2 separate regions of the Arachis hypogaea genome follow, and region 2 is linked to region 1. The links are chromatin contacts, called in public Hi-C maps. All regions are on one chromosome and are shown on one strand. The core of a region is the stretch at or near the end of the contact, and the rest is flanking DNA. Distances in the headings are between cores, read along the strand shown.

What was found. A called contact is a pair of places that touch in the nucleus more often than the background predicts.
Region 2: a Hi-C map of leaf shows a contact between it and region 1, with 4 times the contacts expected there. The contact joins the promoter of LOC140183548 here to the enhancer-like site in region 1. A contact is called at or near these places in 2 of 8 Hi-C or Micro-C datasets (both in leaf).

Annotation. Positions count from the first base shown.
Region 1 is chr3:113,454,673-113,461,257 of arahy.Tifrunner.gnm2.J5K5, forward strand. No RefSeq gene overlaps it. Among protein-coding and RNA genes, the nearest start is that of LOC112793485, 39 kb to the left of the region's middle. Within about 2 kb of position 4,124, at least 1 of the 3 cell types and tissues checked has open chromatin away from gene starts, as enhancers often do.
Region 2 is chr3:113,800,758-113,807,030 of arahy.Tifrunner.gnm2.J5K5, forward strand. It overlaps LOC140183548 (zinc finger BED domain-containing protein RICESLEEPER 2-like), which reads right to left and starts at 1,319. Exons shown (of 2, transcript XM_072231997.1): 1 at 877-1,319; 2 at 53-608. The coding sequence starts at 1,319. The coding sequence ends at 53.

The sequences.
Region 1 (6,585 bases), core at 2,874-5,373:
TTGTGACTTGAGGGTGCCATAAGAGTACAGATTGAAGAATCCAAGTATTGGATTTCGAAGTTGTTAATAATAAACGAACAAGCTGTAAAAATAGAAAGTAGTGCATAAAAAATGAATAAAAGTTAAGCTTATATAGATTTAATTTGGTTTAAATAGTAAAACAAAAATTTAACATGGAATAAGACTTAATACTATACTTGCCAATATTCATGAATATATAAAAAAATGTTAGCAGCCTATTTATTTATAAATTGGGATTTTATCACTAATTTATAATAGGACCAAAAGATAAAAGAAGCAACGTCTCTTTAGAAATTAGAATATTTAACTATTTTTTCAATTCAAAAGGACTAAGTTAAGAAGCATTTTTAATTCCAACACATATGAACATGCTCAAAAAAGCAATCTTTAACTTTTGATTCAAGAAAACAATCTTTAACTTTTGGTTCATATATATATATATAATTCAATTCAGTGGAGTATGTATGTAATTTGATGAACAAAAAATAAATTAAACAAAATCATAGTAAAAAAAACCACAAATTTATCACTGTAAATATTAGCAACTTAGGCAATTTACTAAATAACAAAATTGGCTCGTAAGATCACATTAATCCAATTAAAAAAATGAATATAAAAAAAATGAAAAAAAAGACAGTAACATAATAAAATTGAAGGATAAGGGTTTAGAAATCAAATTTTAATTCGAGCCAATAAATGTAAAAGAGAAAAGGGAAAAGCTCTTCGGTGTAAAATTTTGGTACTTATAAATAACACAAGAGATGTTTGTTCATATTATTTTTGTGTAATTAAGATTTTTCTAAACAAACGATGAGAAAGAGAAAGATAAAAAATGGAGTTAGCAATTAAATCTTACTTGAAATATTAGAAAAGTTACGTATAATTGAATCTTTGTGAGTAGAAGAAATTCACCATTACAGATAAAATTAGGAAGGATGTGAAACACAGAATTAAAAAAAAAGTTTTTGATTGTTCAAACACTAACGTATTTTTTTTAATAAGCATTACCAAATAATAGTGTATAGCGTAGTGAGCTATTTTATTTATTTATTTATTTTTAAAATTAAAAAAAAGAGAAATTGCATAGACAAAATTCTTTGGCCATTTTGCAAGTTCAGATGTCATGTTTGCATATCTTTGCTAGTATTCTGCTATATATATATATATATATAAATATATACAAACATATATATATATGTTTGTATATATTTTTATTGTTATTATAAACAATAAAATTTTTTTACATTTTATTATTATACGATTTTAAGTAAAAAATTTTGGAAGCATTATATTAGACAAAAAATATTATTTTTATAAAAAAATTATGTAAAAAATAATTAATTATATGTTGGTATTTTTGTATATAATATTTATATTTATTTTAATTAAATTAGGTCATTTAGTTATTTTTTTTATTTTTGAATTGGCATCAAGCAAAGAGTACAGAACAGTTATACAAGAGGCCATTTAAATTGGCCGAAAAATGAAGTATTAAATATAACTGTCGGTTGACATAGGAAGTTTACAAATAGGTCTTAGATTAGCATGGTAAGGGAATTAAGTTATTTTGGAAAATATTTAAAAATCTAAAACACTTTCAACCCCTTGGTATCATAGAGTAAAAATTAAGAATCTTAAGTAATTTCTCTTAACTCAAACACCTGTAATTTATTTTCTTCTAGTTTTTATTAATAAAATTTTTCTACTTTTACATGTTTCTCTCTTTTATGTTTATTGTTTCTTTCTTCATCTTCTCTTTAATTTCTTATTTGTTTTAGTTTTTACAATTTACTTTGCCTCTGACACTTTGTATTTCTTTGTTTATTTGTTACTTTTAACTTTTTTTTAATTTTTGTTTACGTTATAATTGTGATATTGAGATACTTACATTTTTTTTGAACATTAATAAAATTTGAGTAAAACAATAAGTTAATAATAAATAAATAGTTATAATTTAATATTTTAAAAAGTTTAATAAAATCATGTAGGTTATTAACTATATTATATGTATATTAAAAATAACTACTTACATAAAATATATATTAAAATATATTAAAAATAAATTAAATATTATATATATTATACACAAATATATAATAGTTAATTTAGTAATTAATTTTTATGTATATATAATATTTTTGCATAAATCATAATATTAGTATACATAAAAGAACAACCAATTCTAAATATAATATGACTTATTTACTACTCGTTTAATATTAAACATATAAACTCATACATTAACAAGTATTCTAATATTTACTAAATTATTATTTAATTTGATAATTAAATTATAGAGTTTATTTTTAAGATTACTTGAAACATGCAATTCTTTTATTTATATGCCAATATTTTGTTATAAACCGATTTTGAATATTTTCTAATTTACTTTTCTCACATCAATAAGCAATTAAACACATAATAGTATAATTTTATCTTATTTTATTAAATATTCTTTTTTTTATCCTAATCATCTATCTTTGAATAAATCACAAATATGTAATATTAACAACTAAAATTTATTAGATATAAATGTCAAATCTTTAATTTTAAAATTTTAATTTAAAATTATATATTTTAATACTTAAGAGGTCAAAATAAATTTAAAATAATATATTCGAGGATTCTTGAGTTTATAAGTTTATCCGAATTTAAAAATCTATTCAAATTCATCCTAGTTTATTCAACTCTAAATTATTAGTTATTAAATTTACTCATTTTATTAATCTAAGTTACTAATTTATAAAAATTTAAGAATTAACTCGAGAATTTAACAACTTTGTTTTCTATAAAATAAAATCCTTATATATATATATATATATATATATATATATATATATATATATATATATATATATATATATATATATATATATATATGTATGCGCGAATTATGAATATATTAAATCAAAATTTATAAAATTACTAATCTAGTCTCAAAAGATAAAAAAATTAACAAAATTATATATGAAAAGAATATTTTTAATTATTAATCTTAAATACACACTTTAATTAAGATAGAGCCTTTATTCGTAATGAACAAAATTATATACAAAAAAAACTTGTATTAAATATCTGATATATATTGAAAATAAATTTAAACTTATGAAAAAAATTAAAGACTAATAAAAAGAAAAAAGACCGAAATTTGTAAAGTAAAAAGGATGGCTTAATTAATTTAATTTTAAAGTACAAATAACAATCAATTCAAACTATTTAATGTAATACTTGAGAAATGGCTCAGTTGAAAATAAAAAAAATTTAACATATGAATATAACTTTTATAGTGACACTCAAAATAATTTTTTTCTTTTAATTTTTTTGTTTGAATTAGTTGTGTATATTTCGCTTATATAAAAACGAAATATTTACATATTTTTCATACATAAAATTACAAAATATAACCAAGATTTTTTTATATATTTTGTTAACAAAATATGAAAATGAAATATAAAATAATAAATTTTAAAATTTTACACAAATTAAAAATTTTAAATAAATTAAAAATTTTTACATTATTTTCCATTGATTTTTTAGTAAGCTTTTAGTCCTACAACATTCATGATAATACAATATACAAGTATTTAAGAGGCCAATTTAAAAAAATAAATATAAATTTTAAACCCAATGTACAAGTTGAGCTGAGGACTCATGCCTTGGGAAAAAAAAAAAAAAAGACTTGACATAACTTACAGAAATCATTGACTCATCATACACACATTATGATGCAACAGTTTAATGCAAGTTGGGTAAATTGGACATTTTGATCCATTTCAACCTGAAAAAAGAACCCGTGGCAAGTTTTTGTAGTGTTTCTATGATTGTTGTGCACATTTTTATTCACCAAATCTTGACCACAGATATTGTTTAGTATAAATCTCAATGGTTATAAAAATTGAAATATCATATTCCAAGTAAATACAATGATATCTTGAACATCTTTCTATAATATAATGTACCCTAAGGCAATAGTTTTTACAAAGAGAATTTTTAACTTCATTTGCCTATATTGTTTTTTGTTTTTTATCTTAATGGGCTGGGAAAAGCCCAATTAACAAAGGATTGTTGAGAGGCAGCGAGTAGCACGGTTACGAACTTGGTCGTTTTAGGAAAGCCCAATTTAACAATAGCACTGCTATTACCTCTTGGATTATCGTTAATAATTGATGTATTTGGTTTGAGTGTTTTTAATTTTCATTTCCGCTCAAAATGAAAAATAGAGATGAATACATATTAGTTTTATTTTTAATAAAAATTGTTTCTATGAATTTTTTTAAAATAAGGTGAAAATAAAAAAAGACTGATTTTCTATTTTCACCATTTTTATTTGGAAATCACAAATTTATTTAAAAATATTGAAAACACTCTAGCACATATGTAATTATGGAGTGTCTTTTTTTGATTCTCATCACAACAAAAAAAACCATATTTTTCCTAAATATCCCTCTTTATTTTATTTTATTTTATTTTATTTTATTTTATTTTTTATGCTATTTTCATCTTTTTCATTCTCTTCATTTTTTTTAATTGATCGTTGCTCTCTTACGTACGGTCTTCTGTCGCTATTCTTTTGATAATTTAAAGGGTAGACCAACAAAACATGAGTAGTGATGGTACTCAAACAAATCAAATAATGTACATGCGAAATACAATTGCAAATAAATTGTAAACTAATTACAACTATTGAGTATTATATAATAGATATACTTAATATATGACACAAATATGTTGAGCATAATGTGATTTTGGATGATTTAATAAGATTGTGTTTTTACTATTTTATTAGTAATTAGTTTAAAAAATTGCTTGCATTTTTTGTGTGTCAGTTTTAGTTTATTTGTTAATATTTATATTTGCGAAAGAACTAATTGGAGTTTAAAAAGAATAAAATGGATTTATACATGACTATGACATTTTAAGAAGAATGAATTTATACATGACTATCACATTTTAAAAAGAATGAATTTATGTATGACTATTATTTATATAATATTTTAATTTTTTTTTGTATATTAAAAATAATCAAACCAAACATTAGTATTTTTATTTTTTAAAAGTTAAAGATAATAATCAAAAGTTAAAACATGTTATAAATATATTTATTATGGATTCCCAAAATTGTAACTATAATTTAAATTTCAAGTAGATAGAATTAGTTATAGATGTAACTTAGTTGAGTCATTTAAAAGTTGGGCCTTCGACAATAAATAATCCTCTTGTAAGGTTCTGTATACAACATCAATCATTAATAGGATTATCTTTTTTTCTTTTTATTCTCTTTTATCTTTCTTCCTTTCTTAAACCCTAATTTTTATTTTCATAATACGATATTAATACAAGTTCTACTTTAAGACTAAGACTAAGTAATTATCTTCTCTTTATTATTCACTTTATTCTTCTCTTTTTCTTTACATCACAATGATGCTCACAACACACAGTCTTATTCTTTCTTCATCTTAAACATCATTGCTAATTTTTTTTTTTTTAAATAAGGATCATATTCAAGTATTTTATCCATTACTTAATTATAAATTTGTTATCCTTCAAGATCATTGAACTTTTTATATAAGTGTATTCTTTTTCTTTTTAATTCATATGCTGATATATGTACATCATATACGTGATGTTTTTTTTCCTCAGCCAATTTTTTATTTTTTTAAGAAACTCGTACGCCATTTTTTTTCCTTCTTCTGTGGTTTCATAATTTGTTCTAAAATTGTTTTTCTTTCCTTCCTATTTTATCTCTTATTTGTTACACTATTATTATTATTTGATTTATTTATATTATTTATATTTTATGTGTGACATTTTATTTAATATAATATCATTTTTCGAAGTGAATGATAATTAATCATATAGATAATTATTCTTCAAAGTGAATAATAATTAATTATGAACATAATCATTTTCTAAAGTGAATGATAGTTAATCATATAAATAATTATTTTCCGAAGTAAATTGTAAGATCCTGAAAAATTATAAAAGGATTTAATTAAATAATTAATCATCTTTAAATTGAAATAGCTAACACGCGTCCGGACGGGGTCGAAAATAAAGATTTAGAAATTTAGAAATTTAACAATGATAATTGGATTCAGTGAATTCTTTTGAGTGGAAAAATATAATTTTCTGCGGAAATACACATAAGAATGCGTACTGGTATTTTAGCCAAATGTATCGGCTTAAATCTTCTCGGAACTGTGAGTGAGAAAATTAATTTATGAGTAAACAGTTACGAAGTTAAAATTTATAGATTTGGAAAGTGAAAATAATTAGAATACAAATTAAAGCGCTATTCTTAAAGGTTTTGGCCCAAAGTTAAGCCAACGGGCTAAACCAAGTGAACTGGGCCCAAGTAGACCCAAGTCTATACTATATAAGAACTCATTCCAGCACAAAACAACCAATTTCCCCCATTTTTGAGAGAGAAACATGCTGAAATGGTAAATAGAGGAGGAAGAGAGAAACCTTAGCTAGCCACCATCAACTTCAAACCTCCATAACTTTTGCTCCGGTGCCCCGATTGACGAGCCGTTACGACCACGCGTTGCTTTCCTCGTCCTC
Region 2 (6,273 bases), core at 69-2,568, 340 kb after region 1:
CTGCCATTGACATAGTACTAAAATCAACAGAATCACAAGAATGACGAATAAATCATCCAATTGCAAATAATTCCTTCATATACATATCGCTGGTAACATATAAGGTACCAGAAACACGTATAGTGGCATCACTGAACACTCGCAAAAATGGTACAATGGACTCAGCATACTCCCAGTCTGAATCAGAAGGAACACCTCTCCCTTTTCCTCCATTCATCTCTCCTATATAGGTATTATCTTTCAAAGCAAGCAACTCAAATGCTTTGCGATGCTTCAAAGCTACCTCTAACATTTGATAGGTAGAGTTCCACCGAGTCTCAACATCCATGCAAGGCAAGCCTTTATATTGAATTTTTTCTAGTTCAACACACTTTTGAAACCTACTAGCTCTAGATGGAGAAGATCTAACATACTTTACTGCACTACGAATCTTCAAGACTGATTCATCAATCTCTTTCAACCCCTCTTTTACAATTAAGTTTATAATATGTGCACAACACCTCATATGAATAAATTCACCATTCAAAATAATGTTATTCCAAGAATTCAATCGCTGCTTCAGATATTTAATTGCAACATCGTTAGAGGAGGCATTATCAACTGTCACACTAAAGACCCAATTCAAATTCCAATTATTTAAACAAGATTCAATTGTTGCTCCTATAACCTCTCCTGAATGACTTGTCACTTGACAAAAATTAAGTATTTTTTTATGTAATTTCCAATCCAAATCAATAAAGTGTGTTGTCAAAATCATATAAGTAAAATTTTGAATTGAAGTCCAAGTGTCAGTGGTTAGACATACTCTACCACAATTTGCCGAAAGAAAATCTTGCAACTTCATCTTCTCTTCAGCATAAAGAGCTCCAATGTCACGTGCTAATGTAGTCCGTGAAGGAACTTTGAATCTTGTATTTTTGGAATTTCGGGCTTTCAACGAAGCGAAATGGTAGCTCTTCCCCAATAAACATTTCCACAAGTGCCCTTCGAGCCTCCTCTTGGTCAAATTTGGAAGCACTTGGTGAATTTAAAACACCACGCTCATCTATAGTCGGTGTGGTCGTTGTTTTTCTTCTTTTGTTTGAATCATTATTAGGATTTTGCTTGCATCTTCTCAAATGACCACCCATTGAGCTGGTTCCATTCCCATATTGTATTAAGCTACCACAATATTTGCATTTAGCCTTCTTCTCGGTAGCATTCTCTACATCAAAATGATCCCAGACAGCTGACCGATTCTTACGAACACCTGACAGTGGAGAAGATGGTTGAATGCTAGCGGACATCCCTACTGCTTCAATATTACTGTTTTCAGTCATCTTGCTCTGCATATAAAGCAAGGTGTACATAACTCAAAATTTAGTGCCAAACATGATAAAATTAACACAAACTAATGCATGTTCATATATCTCGCAAAGAAAACACGGCCTAAAGATTATGAAAATTACTGTCCTGTACCTCAAAACAGCAAAACAAGACAGCAGCAGTGTTTTATATCAACAAAATTAACCTATCAACGTATAAATTAGTTGTTTTATTGTCACTTCTCTTTAATTTGTGCTAATTTGTTTTATATATTACCTTAGAGTTTTCAATGATCTAATCATATATAACTAAGCACAAGGCTAGAGAACAATGCTATTTGATTTTGGCACAAAAATCAGAACATACTATACATACTAACAAATAGGCTTATTAGATATACAAAAAGTAAAATTAAGAATAAATCTTGAAATCATCATAGCTTGATTTTACAGTAGTGTAACTTTTGCCCCCAGCATATGTATAAATCTCAAAAATGATTTTATTTTTACCAAAAAAAAAAGTTTAAAAGTGAAGGAAAATAAAATAAAAAGTTATGTACTTATGTTAGGATGCATGCACATGGCGGTTGATTTTGGTTCTGTTATGTTTACTTTCAGTCATTCTTTGTGTCCAAGTAAAAAAAAGAAGAAAGGGACATGAAGAAACCATTCTTCAAATGTGACAGTGTAATTGGCCAAAGATCAAAGCAAATAAAAGCATAATTAATGTGAATTGCAAAACAAGCTTTTGATGACTTTGCATATCTTTGACCGTCTAAATGTTCCATACATATGCACACACATTGAATAAAACCAATCCATTTCATCATACACATTAAACAAACCACTTTAAACAAATTATAGTACACTTTAAACAAACACACATTGAATAAAACCAAATTAAAAGCTTGAGAAAAAGTCAAATGGCTAATGTCAGAAGCAGAAAAACTTCACTGAAGCTAGCAAGAAAATAGTTTCGGTTTTCAACAAAATTGCCCCCCCCCCCCCCCCCTAAAGAAAAAAAAAACAGCATCATGCCTCCCAAAGAATAGCACTCTCTAACAAAATGCACTAACTTTGTTCTGGTTGTTCTGGAACAGAGAACTAGAGAACTAGAACAGGGGCTATTACCAAGAGTGAATGCTACTGCAAACTTGATTGGTTTGAGAAAAAAAAAGCATTGACTGTATAATGGTAAGAATAAATGAACTACATTAGTTTCTAGCTATGTAGTCAAATATAAGTTGGAGATAAAAACCTAAAATTATACAAAAAGTACCGAAAGAATCATAGTTGTATTCTTCTCTTTGTTTTTTTTTAATAATAAGATTCTTTTATAGTTCAAAAAGAAAAGGATACAACAAAAGGTTTCATTATGAAGAATAATTTGCACTAAACCAAAAGCTAATATATAGCAGAATTTCTAATTAGAAAGAAAAATCATGTTTCTAGACTTACCAATAGTGTAAAAGTTAATCCAGCCGAAAAGCATATTGCAAAACCATATAACCTCTGCTTATAAACAGAGAGCTTATTAGTCCAACAGTTCACAGATAGAAAGCTTACCGAGTGAAAACAACAAAGGTTTTAAGATGACAAAGATTTCCAGTAAGAAAGAAAACTAGGGGAGGTTGACTCGTTGACACATAATGACATGTTTCAATACAAAATTAAAAGAATATAGAAACAATAGCAACAGATTAGGATAAGTCAAACATCAGCTTAAACCATAGAGTTAATAGATCCACAACTCCTGTGGTTCTAATGGGAAAAATCAACAAAATTGGTGCTACATTGCATAAAGTCCTAACAAACCAATCTCCCACAATAAAAGTAATCTGAATGGGAAACAAATTCATTATTCAAAAGTCCTGTATATGTAACTCTTGACCCAAACAATAATATTCATCACCTTAGAAACACAACCCGTCAAAATTATCTCTGCTTAGTAACAAAGTCAGATCTTACAACACAAACAAGCCTCAAAGCTATACTATACCACTCTTATATAACCTGTATAACTCATAAGTATTCATACCAATAACAAAAGTACTGCATTCATGACTCATCAGTTCAAAGATTTCCTAAGAAATATTTCCCAAAGCATTTTGGTGAAGATATTCATAATCAAACTTAATAAAATAAAAACCTGGAACAGAAAACTAGAACAGGGGCTACTGCTTGTTCTGCTTGTGCTGGAACTGCTTGTTCTGGTTCAGTTTCACTAACTTTGTTGTGCTCCTGGGTGGAAAAACAAAATCTGCACATTCAATCCATTGAAGTGAAGAAGTCAGTATACTCATGAAGGAACAAAACAGAACAAATCAACAAAATAGAAAAAATCTAGATAAAACTCAGAACTCAGAACCAAGGGCAAGGAGGAGGCTTACCTCAATTGATGAGCATGAGCTCCGGCGAGCCACCAACGAAAGAAGAAGAGAGCCGAACAAGAGAGAAGACAGAGTCGCGAATGGGAGATCGAGGCAGAGAGAGAGTCTCGAATCAAAGTGAAGACTGAAGACTCGAAGAGGTAGAGGCCGACGAACCACCGGCGAGCTCCGACAAGAGGCAGAGAAGAAGAGATGTTGACGGTGGCGAAGAGAGGATTTGTCGAAGAGGATTTGTGGAAGAGGAGAATACTCAAAATTAGGGTTTTTTTAAGATTTTGATCTTAATTTGGATCTGATCTGGATCCGGATTTAAAACCGTTTAAATGGATTGGATCAAAAACCAAATTATAAAATAAATATAATTTGGTTTGGATTTTTTTTGTTTAAAACTGGTTTTTTTAAAATGGTTTGATTTGGATTTGGTTTAAAATCCAAAATTTGGATTTTTTTGCCCACCCCTAGTGAACATGTGGCAGGCCTCTTTTTTAAAATTCCATTGTGTACATCCCTTATAACAAAAAGAATACAAAAATATATTATAAATAACCTATCTAGATTATTAAATTAGGAATGATTTTATTTAAAAATTTTAAATATAATTTATAAATAACTTTTTAAATTAATTTATCAACAATATTAAAATTAATTACTTAACAATCTAAGAAAGTGTATTTAAAAATTTAAAAAGTAAAAACCTAAATAGATAATAATTTATGATTTATAAATAAAATTTTAAAATTTTTTAGTGACTATACCTAAGCAAATAATTATTAGTTCAACAATATTAAAAGTTAAATATCTAACAACTTAAAAAAACGTATCTAAAATTTAAAAATTAACAACTTAAATAAATAATAAATTATAATTTATAAATCACTAAAAAAAGTCCTAATACATCCTAACTAACAAAAATTTTCAAATGCAGAATTGTTACGGATATAATATCAACTTACATCCTAGCTAACAGTATTTTTAAATTGTTATATTTTTTAAAAAATTGTTAAAATATAGATAAAAATAATATATTTATTATCACGTAGATAAACTTGAATTAAGAGTTGTTATCATGTTAAAATTATTATCATACTCATCAATTCTTTGTTTTCATGTTGAAACCCTAGAAGGATTTTTTTAAATAAATACACGTTAAAAATTAACAACCAATTTAATTATATAAAAAATAGTTCAAATTAAAAGTTTAAGACATCAAATACTATATTAGAAATTAATAAAATATCAGTAGTGTGAACTGAAAAATAAAATCATAAGTAGTAATTAAATAATATCAATTTATATTGTTAAAAAAATTTTAAATTTCAAACATTAAAATTAAAAGAAAAAACAAAAAAATAACAATTTAAGAAAAAATAATATTTTCATCAAAACAAACAGATATTTTTGACATTATTCTATTAGATAAAATCTAAAGAAAAATTCTAAAACATGTGCATTCAAATTCTCAATTTTATTTTTTGATTTTGATCATCTTTCAAGTTGAGGTATCTCCTTCTACTCCCAAATCTTCGAACTCCGAGAATAATCGCTTGGTTAGCGTAATAGCATTTTTCAACATCTCGGATTCACCATTTATCCACAACTTCATTAGAGAATTCAGATAATAAATTTTATACAAAATACTATGTTAAATTAAATACATTCGTTTCACATTTTATTTTAACTCAATAATATTTTTTGAATGAAATTAGACTTTAACTTTAAAATATATATATTGAATAACTACCTTTGCACCTTCTATTTTCTCTTTTTTAATGACTGAGGATGTCTTTGAGATTGGAAGCAAACCATCGGTATAGTCAATATCCTGAAATTACAATTAATTATTAATTACTTTATATAAATTAGACTATCAATGACCAAAGAATAAAAAATTAATTAATTTTTAATGAAAATTACCATTGTAACTGCACCCACAATTTAAATAGGGTGAGTCTTTCTGAATTTATTTATGAGGTTCATATCATCATTTATTTTTTTAACTTTATAAGAAGGTAAAAAATGTGAATTATCAGATATTTAGATTTTAACAATAAAGAGAAAGATCTTGTCAATTAAGTTGAGTAAAAGTGTAAATGTATCTCATAGATTTTTTTTGCAGGTATTATTTAACATATTAATAATGAAAAAAATAGTTTTAAACTAAAGAATAAAAAAATCATACACACTTATTTTTAAATTGAATGACATTTTTATCTTTAAGATTAAAGAATATCTTTGTGCCATACATAAAATTTTGTAAAACAATCTTTTTTAAAAATTTTAATTTATTACACCAAAAGTAAAAATTCACAAAAAAAAATTGAGAAAGTTATAAATGCATATTACCGTTATATAACTTTATTCTAGAAAATTGTAGGACGACAAAGCTCCATCCTTATTGTTAGAACCCCAAAAAATATTTAACTCTTGTGCATAGTTACCAAAAAGTATATACTCTATTATTTTTCTATATAAAATACAATGTTAAATATTAAATATATTTTTTTAATTAGCAATTAGATACATATGACTTAAAATTATAAATTAAAAAACACTAATTACAACTTAAAAACTAAAAAACA